Regions from separate parts of the Mus musculus genome. Here regions 2 and 3 are each linked to region 1. The links are chromatin contacts, called in public promoter capture Hi-C maps. All regions are on one chromosome and are shown on one strand. The core of a region is the stretch at or near the end of the contact, and the rest is flanking DNA. Distances in the headings are between cores, read along the strand shown.

What was found. Promoter capture Hi-C pulls out the DNA fragments that hold promoters and counts their contacts.
Region 2: a promoter capture Hi-C map of liver shows a contact between it and region 1, with 4 times the contacts expected there. The contact joins two enhancer-like sites. A contact is called at or near these places in 2 of 39 promoter capture datasets (liver and pre-B cells).
Region 3: a contact with region 1 is called in a promoter capture Hi-C map of liver, with 4 times the contacts expected there. The contact joins two enhancer-like sites. A contact is called at or near these places in 2 of 39 promoter capture datasets (liver and pre-B cells).

The regions. Positions count from the first base shown.
Region 1 is chr7:123,464,474-123,467,651 of GRCm38.p6, reverse strand. Aqp8 (aquaporin 8) reads right to left here. Exons shown (of 6, transcript NM_001109045.1): 4 at 2,329-2,543; 5 at 932-1,066; 6 at 1-244. The coding sequence ends at 196. Among named protein-coding and RNA genes, the nearest start is that of Aqp8, 3.8 kb to the right of the region's middle. Within about 2 kb of position 1,756, at least 12 of the 459 cell types and tissues checked have an H3K27ac peak or open chromatin away from gene starts, as enhancers often do. A contact at or near this core is called in liver, where this site is marked.
Region 2 is chr7:125,729,782-125,732,959 of GRCm38.p6, reverse strand. All of the region lies in intron 2 of D430042O09Rik (RIKEN cDNA D430042O09 gene), which reads right to left. Among named protein-coding and RNA genes, the nearest start is that of D430042O09Rik, 24 kb to the right of the region's middle. Within about 2 kb of position 1,454, at least 5 of the 459 cell types and tissues checked have an H3K27ac peak or open chromatin away from gene starts, as enhancers often do. A contact at or near this core is called in liver, where this site is marked.
Region 3 is chr7:125,656,242-125,659,419 of GRCm38.p6, reverse strand. Gtf3c1 (general transcription factor III C 1) reads left to right here. Exons shown (of 37, transcript NM_207239.1): 24 at 206-363; 25 at 1,792-1,934. Among named protein-coding and RNA genes, the nearest start is that of Gtf3c1, 50 kb to the left of the region's middle. Within about 2 kb of position 1,714, at least 5 of the 459 cell types and tissues checked have an H3K27ac peak or open chromatin away from gene starts, as enhancers often do. A contact at or near this core is called in liver, where this site is marked.

The DNA of each region.
Region 1 (3,178 bases), core at 507-3,006:
TCCAGGAGCATGCTCAGGACAGAGCAGCAGCCGCCTGCCTGCCTGCCTGCCTGAGAAGCCAGGCCTAGGTCAGCTGCTGTCATGGTGACTCCTGTTAGCTCAGGTCCTGCAGGAGATAATGGAATTGTTCCGTCCTCAACTTAGGACAAGCAGCTGAGGACTCCAGGCAGTGGGAACGTCGCCAGCAGTTCTTCTTCACCTCGACTTTAGAATTAGGCGGGTTTTCTCATCTCCGATGAGGAGCCTAAAAATAAATTGCCCTGTGAGGTCTCTATTCCCCTGCAAGAAAGACCCAGCTCTCCATTACAAATCTCTAAGCCCAGAACTCTCTAGACGGGTGGTTTCCTGAGCTGAGTCCTCTCAGGCAGTGGGTGGGCAGTTTCCTCTCTGGTCCCACACATACCTTATCCAGAAGGGTGTGTATGGGTAGCCATTCAGAAATCAGCAACGGAGTGATTAGTGGTGTTTTACACCCGGCTCCAGGCATAGCCTGAAGCCTCTAGACTGCAGTGGGTAATGTTACAAGAAGGCTACGCATCCAGCCCAGACTCAGCCCTCCCAGACACAGCCAAGGGAAGATAGGGAAGGTCTGGGAGGAATTGGTGCTCCAAGGGGAAAGAATATTATCTAAATATGTTGTAAAAAAAATAGATAAAAAAATATTTTAAAGCCAACCTAAACATGAAGCCTACCCACCCATAGGACTATCCCAAGTCCTTCAAAACACATTTGAGTCCTACTTGGAGCCAGTGACACCCATGAACACTTCAATCCTAAGAGCCAGTTAGTTCCCCTTGCAAAGTGGATCTCTATCACTTGGAGCCAAAGGCCTTAGGCAGAGGCAGCACACTTCCCTCTGAAGATTCCCATTTTCCTCCAAGGTTATGTGAATGCCAATCTAGTAGCTGTAGATTCTCTGTCACCCTCCTACCTAATGAGCAGTCCTACAAAGAGGCCAGCCAGGAGGGGGCCCAGCCAGTAGATCCAATGGAAGTCCCAGTAGCCAGCCATCACAGCAGGTCCAAAGGCACGAGCAGGGTTCATGCAGGCTCCAGAGATGCTACCACTGCAGACACATAGGTACCCAAGTTACCAGCATCTCAGAAGGTCCTACCTCAAACCCACATCCTTAATCAGGCCTACAGCCAGCCTCAAGCAGACATCCTCTCTAAACGCCCATACCAGGGCCCCTGGGTGGATCCCAGAGGCTGTAAGGGAGCCTTGCTTAGCTCTAGGCTGACAAAGGGTGATTGCTACATGACCATCATATCAGCCCCTCCGCATACATACACACTTCTAGAACAAATGGTCAGCAAAAGCACCTGCTTAGTCACGACAGGAGGGGAAAGTGGAGCACATTCCTTTCCAAAGTCTAGAAAGCAAAGTCCAAGGAGCTCCGCCCATTTTGGAGTTGACCTACATTCAAAGTCCAGCCCGGGCAGTTCTACTCTGTGACCTTTGTCTAACCTCTCTACATATCCACTGAGGTGGCAGTATCCACTCCATAGGCTGTAGCCAGGAACAAATGACACAATGTGCATGTCCTGATGGTTACTAAAGTGTGTCTGGCACACTGAGGACCTCATGCCACAGACTTGGGCCCTACTTCCAGAAGGAGCTTGTTTCCAAGGCACACCTCAGCTCTGGGTTCTGTCTCCAAACCCAGTGCCTTCAGGCTGATCTATAACCTTCAGTGGGTTCTGTGTCCAGAAGCCCATCCAGGTAGGGGAGCACACTTGTAAGTGAAGCAAGTGTCACTAGGTGGCAGCAAAGCACCACTACTGCTGAGCTACGGCATTCCCGGACCATTCAAGGGGACAGAGCCCTGAGCCTGAGAAAGGTTTGGTTCTGTGTCCAAATGAAAAAAAGGAACTGAACTTTTGGTGTTGACCTCTTACATTTCAGCAGATGTGAATAATTGTCCCAGATTTGTCTCTTTAGACTCTCAGTGACCCTGAGTCATTTCTTGCCTTTCGGAACCACAGTTTGACTACCTATACAAGGGAGAAATCTTTCCTGAGTCTCCTTAATGCCTTCCCAAAACTAACAAGAAGCTTGAAATCAAAGAGACCAGGGTTAGAGATCATTTTTTGTAAGACAGAGTCAACACCCCGAGGGAATGCTTTATTTCTTATTACAGAAATTAGGAATTTTCATCCAGACCTCTGACTTAGCCCTAAATGAAGTAGAAGGGTGGCCATATTCTCTAGCCAAAAATCACCTAGCACTGCCTGATACCACCTACCCACCATTGCCTCTTGCCTGCCTAAAGCCAGCCCACTCTCCATTTGCCACGGGGCAGCCATCACACTTTTGAGGGATACTTACCCTGCCAGGATGTCCACAATGACAGAGAAGCCAATGGAGAATGGGGCTAAAGGGCCCATTGTCTTCTCATTGACAGCACCCATACACACAGCCAATACCAACAGCATTGTCAGAATGATCTCTATCCCCAGGGCTTCTGCCACCTGCTCCTGCTCCTGGACGATGGCAAAGGCTGCCCCAGATGCATTCCAGAATCTTTCCTCTGGACTCACCACCTGTGGAGGAAAAGCCACTCAGCCTAGACGAGAGACGCTGGGAGCTGACACAGGTCCGTGCTCCCACCCATCTGCATTTGGGCAGAGCCATGTCTGTTTCCCAGCTTCTCCCCTTTTCATGTATAACCGAAGAAGCTGCAAGACTTCCCTGAGCCTTGCTTTGCACCTTTGAAAACTGAGGATAATGGGTGTTGGGCCCTAGTCCCCCTAAATAATCTTCGCTGAGAAAAAGAGCGCAAAACTAGCTTGCCTCAAGCTCTCCAAGATGAAGACATTGAGGGACCTGAGGGCCTTGAGAAAACAGAGTGAGTGGTTGAAAGTGAGTCAGTCTCATGGGGACAGGCACTGGTGGAAGTCAACAGTGAGGGAGAAGGGAAGAATAGAAAGGAGGGGGAGCAGGAGGGATGGAGGGAAGGAGCCCCAGGAATTATATACAGAGCCCATCCAGGGGATGAAGCTCTATGGTAGACCATTTCTCTGGCATGTTCAAGTCTCCTGCTAGGGCACCACGTGCATGCCTAGTAACCACAGAGGCCAGGAAAGAGTGTTAGAGCCCTAAGACTGGAGTTACATAAGGTTGTGAGCTGCCATGTGGGTGCTGAGAACTGAACCCAGGTCCTCTGGAGGAGCAGCCA
Region 2 (3,178 bases), core at 205-2,704, 2.3 Mb before region 1:
TTGGTGGATTCCAGAACAATGGGAGACTGTCTCAAAAAAAAAAAAAAAAAAGATGGACAAAACCTCACGAGCATCACTCAAGATGTCATTTGACATGCAAGCACATGCACACATAGCAGCCATCTGCACGCACACACACACACACACACACACACACACACACACACACAAACCAAGAAGAGAGGGTAGGTGGATGGAAGCACCTATGACTACTAGTTGGAAGGACACATAAGTGGTTTCATCTTGGAAAGGGAACTGAGGACTGCTATCAGGAACATAGTTAACCTTCAACTGTTTCTTTTTATTGATGTGTTACAGACAGAAGTTGGGGCCTCATACATATTAGATAAGTGCTCTGCCATAGAGCCACATCGCCAGCCCCTTCTTCCAAACACCCCAGCATTGACTAGATGACTGATCCCGCTCCCTGGCCTCTGAATGGAGCTCCTAGATAGGAAGAGTGTAAGAGAGCAACAGGTGTGAGTGGGAGCCTTCCCTTGGTGGCAGAGGGGGCTGGTTCCTGAAATCCAGGTCTCTCCTGCTTTGCCTGAGAAAGGAAGCCTCTTTAATCTGTGCCCAGAGGAACTGTATGTGAGAGTGTGGATGCATGTACACGCAGGCAAGCTTAAGGTTTCTAAGTGGGACAGTTAAATGGCTTTTACAGTCCTTTACAAAGTGAGCTCACAGATGAGTGGTTTTTAGAATCTCCAATCAACTGCAAAAGATGGCAGTCCATTATCACAAGAGGCTCTTGGAGTGGGTAAGAGCGGAGGCCCAGGAGTAAATAGGGCTCACTTATCTGAGACACCCATCCAGGAAGTAGGAAGGTTGGAGTTCACCTAAAGCTAGCCTGAGCCAGGAGGACCCCTAGAGGAAGAAGGGTAACTGGGTTTTCTCACTGTTGACATGTACACAGTAGATAGCCAAATATTCATGGGACACTCTGGAACAAATGCCACTGGAAATGAACTAGGTAGCTGCACTGCAAACTAGCTCTCCCTGGAGAGCAGTGTCAGAGTGCCAGTGCTCAGTGCCAGAGGTCACCTGCTCAGCTATGAGATCTATGTGACCTGCTCTGGACCTACACTATGGCCCTGAATGCACCCAGAGGCTCTAGTTCACAGAGCTGCAGAGGTTCCTCTGCAGCAAGAGGACATGCCCCCCCCACACACACCCCCAGCACCATGTGCCCTGGTTAGCAGTGTGCACACTGAGAGATGGGAGGGTTAGGTTAGATGGGGAATAAAAATCAGTCTCTCCTCTGGGATTTTCTCTCACTTTCTTCTTAAGCACTGTATGACAAATTTGCTTCCTAATGATTTTTGAGTAAACTACAATGGCCACAATTTCAAAATCATTAATAATTCATGACCAGAGGCCATAAACACTACATAATCGCTACAGGCAGGAACCATGAATACTTGTTAGAGGCAAGGCCAAGAATATTTTTACCAACTGAACTGAAAGCACTTGCTGCTGCAAGGCAACCATCAAGGGACATTTCAGAGGCAACTATGCCCTTTCCAGTACCTCAGCTCAGCCTGCCTCTTCCAGGCAGCCTTTTCTGCCTCTGGAACCTAACAGCTGAATGTGGGTTCTTCTATGCTACCCATCAGTCTCTGTCTGGACCTGTCTCTGTGGTATCTGGAGTCAGTGGCGGCTGAGGGGCAGACTGTGCACAGTACACAGGAGCCCATGATCACCAGACAGGGCTGTCTCACACTCTAAAAAACCATTCTCATCCTCAACTGTATGTGTGCACTGCTAGCAGTTAACAAATTCAGATGTCCGGATCCACACCCAGAGCAGAAGAGCTAAAACGTGCCAGTTAGGCCAAGTGTGACGACACAACCCTGTAATCCCAGCATTCTGGAAGCAAAGGTGAGACGATAACAGGCTCAAGGGCCGAAGAGATGGCTAAGTGAATAAAGCATTTCCTCACAAGTAGGAGGACATGATTCGGATTCCCCAGAACCAACACAGAAACCTGTCAGGAGTGGCAACTACCTATATAATCCCAGCACCTGGGAGGCAGAGACAGGGGATTCCTGAGGCAAGCTGGCTAGCTAGACTAGATGGAATAGACAAGCTTGGAGTTCAAGGAGAGACCCTGTCTTTATAAAGTGAATAATAATAATAATCAAGTAGTACACTCAACTTCAAGTTTGGACCTCCACACACGTGCATATACTCACCCACAGGCATATTACACATATACATAGGAGAAAGAAAGGAAAAGAGGGGGAGCAGGAGAGAAGGAAGGAGACAGACAGACAGACAGACAGAACAACGTGTATGAGTCACACAGCACTACTTTGGGCTAAAGGGGGCCTGGAAAGCTCACTGGGACCCACACACCCCTCACTATGTCAGTCTATGACCCCACATAGGCACATAGGCACAGTGCTCATCTGCCCCAGGGGGAGACTACATTCTCACCCTCTGGGGATAGAGTAGCCCACAGCAAAGGAACAGGACAAGTGTCCCCAGATGCTTGTTCCAACTAACTTTGACAAGAGACAGCGTGCCTTTTCCTTACCTTTCATGGTGACATGGCTGAATCTATGGCTGGCCATCTGCAAAAGGCTCACAGTGCTACCAAGTAGTGATGGGAGGGTACAGAAAGGCAGGGTAGGAGAGGGCAAGTTCAGGGGATCAGGGAGTCCCCTAAGCCAGCAATGTGCTATTAGTGATGCTCTGTTTTTCTAGCCAGTTGAAACAGTCAGCCAGCACCCCCTCTTCAGAGGGCCTGAAGCTATCTTAAATATCTTTCAGAATTAAACCTGTGCATTGAGATAAACAGCCTCATGTTTTGTTTTTTACTTCAAGCACTTTTTAGTAGAGAAATGATCTGAAATTCTCTCAGGCAATTGGCACAATGGAGATGCTGGGAGAGTGGCAATTAGAAGGTTCTGTTGCTAAGAGAAGGCAGAGGAAGAAAGAATACGAAGCTCGATTTATTCCTTACATGTCGCCCTCTCCCAGGAACATGGGACTTGATCAAAGAGCCCTATGAAACATATGGTCCTTATGCCGCTTCCGCCCACGTAGGCTTTAAAGGTCTTCTGTTTTCTTTATTCATGTCTCTCTGACTTTGACCATGTTGTTTCCTTGAACTAAATAACTCCTACTCATTCTTTAAGAGGCAGCCTCTCTATCACCTTTCCTGCAAAGTCTT
Region 3 (3,178 bases), core at 465-2,964, 2.2 Mb before region 1:
CTCACCTGAACCCATGATACTCAGCCAAAGAAAATGGGTAAAAGAGCTGTCAGAAGATGGTGAACCCTTCATGGTTTGCTTGTTTGGAGCTGGGCATTATCTAGTAGCTGGCAGGCTTGGTCACTTCTTAACAGTGTAGTTGGGGAAGAAAAGCTAGCTCAAGCCAGTTGCTGAAGGACCCTCTCCTTTCTTCTTGTGTTTCTAGGAGAGCATCCAGAAGCCAAAAGCAAAAAGCTACGCTACCAAGATGAGGCTGACCAGAACGCCCTCCGGATGATGACCCGGCTGCGTGTCTCTTGGTCCATGCAGGAGGATGGGCTGCTAATGCTCTGCCGGATCGCCAGCAACGTCCTCAACACCAAGGTACCTCCATCACCCCCGTCCCCTGGGAGCATCCCCGTCCCCTGGGAGCAGCCCTTTGCTAGATTTTGAGAGGTGTGGCTCTGAACTTGTTTCCCATTCCTAGAGGCTGCCCAGAAAAGCATTTCCCAGAATCCCATGCACTTATACTACCAGCCTACATTTCTCCTAGCCTTCAGACGCATGTGCACTTCTGCCTGGCTGCAGTGGAGTAGGTCAAGCCATTTTGCTCTTGTCTGCCCATTCATTCTATGTTGTCTGCCTGTAGAGGCTTGGTGTCTTCTGTACCGTGAACCATTGCTTTCTGCCTTGGCTCTGCAGTTGTGGTACCCATGGACTCTGGAGTAGCTGTCCCCTAAGGCAGAGACACTTGACATTTGTTTTGCTGGCCATAGCCCTATGCTCTGTGTTCCAGACTCACTGTAACTTCCCTGCTTACCCTTCGTTGCTTCTCGTGGTGACAGGCTCCACAGCTCAGCCAGCGTTGCCTGGCTTCACATTCCGACAGCACCTCGGGACCCCGGCTCTCCTTGCTGCCAGCATGCTGTGCAGCCAGGCATGAGCACACTCATGCTTCTTTCCAGAGGGCAGCAGGACATGAGCTCCATGTCAGCAGGGTCAGGGCCCCGGCAGGCAGTGATGCCAACAGGGACAGCAGGCCTAAGAGCTGACTGTCCTCATCACCAGCACAGCAGCCAGGAGAAGCCATTTGTCTCTAACCCTTGTACCCCACCCTCTCCTAAATCTCATCCCTACTTTTCCTAAGGAAGATAGAGGGTGCCCATTACCACCCTGAACTCTATCTGCTACCTCTCACGTGGCTCTTTATTGCAATGCTGGTGGCGAGGAATGCCTCTCCTCCCTCATCACGTAGCCAACCATTCTTCACTAGAACTTGCTGACATCTTATTAGAGTTAGAAATGTCACCTGTCTTTGAGTCCCTTCCTGTGTGTTTTCTGACATGTCCTGAGTCTGCATCTTAGTTCATTTCTACCACTGTGGATGCTGCAGATGCTCATGATACAGAATGTGTCAGTCTTTAAAACTCTACCTCTCCAGCAAGGTGATGAATACCTTTGATCCTAGGAGTCAGGAGTTCCAGGCCAGCCCTGACCACACAAGAGAGAACCCTATCTCAATGTGAAAAAAAAGAAAGAAAGACTACCATACCAAAGCACATTTACTCTTAACTTTACCTGATACTAAGACCCCCCTCTCAGTGCTTGTCAGAACACACAGCTCCATATGATGTTGAGGGCTTGACCTCTTTTCCTGTACTGGCACAGGGTAGGTAGGCAAACATGAAGTGAGCACTTTGACCTCCTTGGGGAAACAGGCTCCCAGGATACATTCGTTCCCAATCCTTTCTGTTAGCTGTCCTGAAAATGGACTCTGCAGATACTAACTGTCACACTCTATATTTGAACTAGGTGAAAGGACCATTTGTCACCTGGCAGGTCGTGCGGGACATTTTGCATGCTACCTTTGAAGAGTCTTTGGATAAAACCTCTCACTCGGTTGGACGAAGAGCTCGCTACATAGTCAAAAATCCCCAGGCTTTCATGAACTACAAGTAAGCCATATTCACAGCTAGGCTGTGCCGAGGCCCGTGTTCCAGCACTCCACCCTTTCTCCTCCTTCACTCACTGCTCAGACTCGGGTGTGGAGTCCAGAATCTGGAAGTGGTTCTGAGCATTTCCATGTACACGATCTTATAGCTCACCCTTGGGAGCAGATGCAGAGCAAGGCTCTCAAGGCTGCTGGTTCACTATGCGTCTGCCCTAGTTATCCCCATACAGAGGTGAGGGACACTGACTGATGCTGCTGTGATCAGAGCAGTCCTAGGAACTCTTCGTAGAGCTTACTCTTGGGAGAAGCATGACAGACTGAGGATCACTCAGCAAAACACACTGTATCCCCTTGGCAGGACTGGTTGCCCCCAGATACTTTTAGGTGGGGCCCAGGTCTTAATGGGGACAGCAGGTACCCAGGAATCACAAAGCATTTTCTTGGCTGCGAAGTCAACCTACTATCTCCTTATAGGCCTTCTGGCCCTTCCCCAGGGGACTAAGGAGGGAGAGCCAGAGAGATTCTGTGAAGTTGGGAGATACCTACAGAGGCCTACAGCATGCTACCAGTGCAAGAATCGGGTAGGGTGGGAGGAGGGACAGAAGAATCTCTTATATAGTTCTTGTTCCAGATCAGACAGGGAGCCTGGGCACATCGTGACTCTGCACTGCAAGTCAGCTACAGTCACAGGCCACGGAATGACCAGCCCCGTGGGTCTCCACACTACATGCCTAGGGCCTTTTTCTATGAAGCTGCTTGTTCTTATTTGTAGAATGTTCTTGTTTCCTACCTGAATGAATTTTCTCTGAAGGAAAAATATCCACCTAGTCCCATTCTTCAGAAGAGGAAACACCAGAGAGGTGTGTCAAGGTGATAGAGAGTTGGCAGAGAATGAAGTCTGAAGCTTGGACTGCCTAATCCCAGCATAGCCCGGGACAAAGAAAGAAAAAGGGCGGGGGGGGGGGGGGGGGGGGCGGGGGAGGCTTCAAGGTCAGCAGGCCGGGGTTCTGTCCTCCTGTGTCTGTCTCCTGGACTGTGTCCTGGGGATGGGGTCATGTGCTCACCTGGAAGTAGGATTAAAAAAAAAAAAAAACAAGCCAAGGTCAGCTATCTCTGCCTAAGCCTTTCCTTTCCCTGACAGCAGACATGGTAGGCTCTAGCTGGCCAGGCCTTTCTGGTGGACCTGTTTCTCCTTTGCCATATTCCACTTTCCTCACAGACATGGACAGGCTGGCAGGTGGCCAGCAA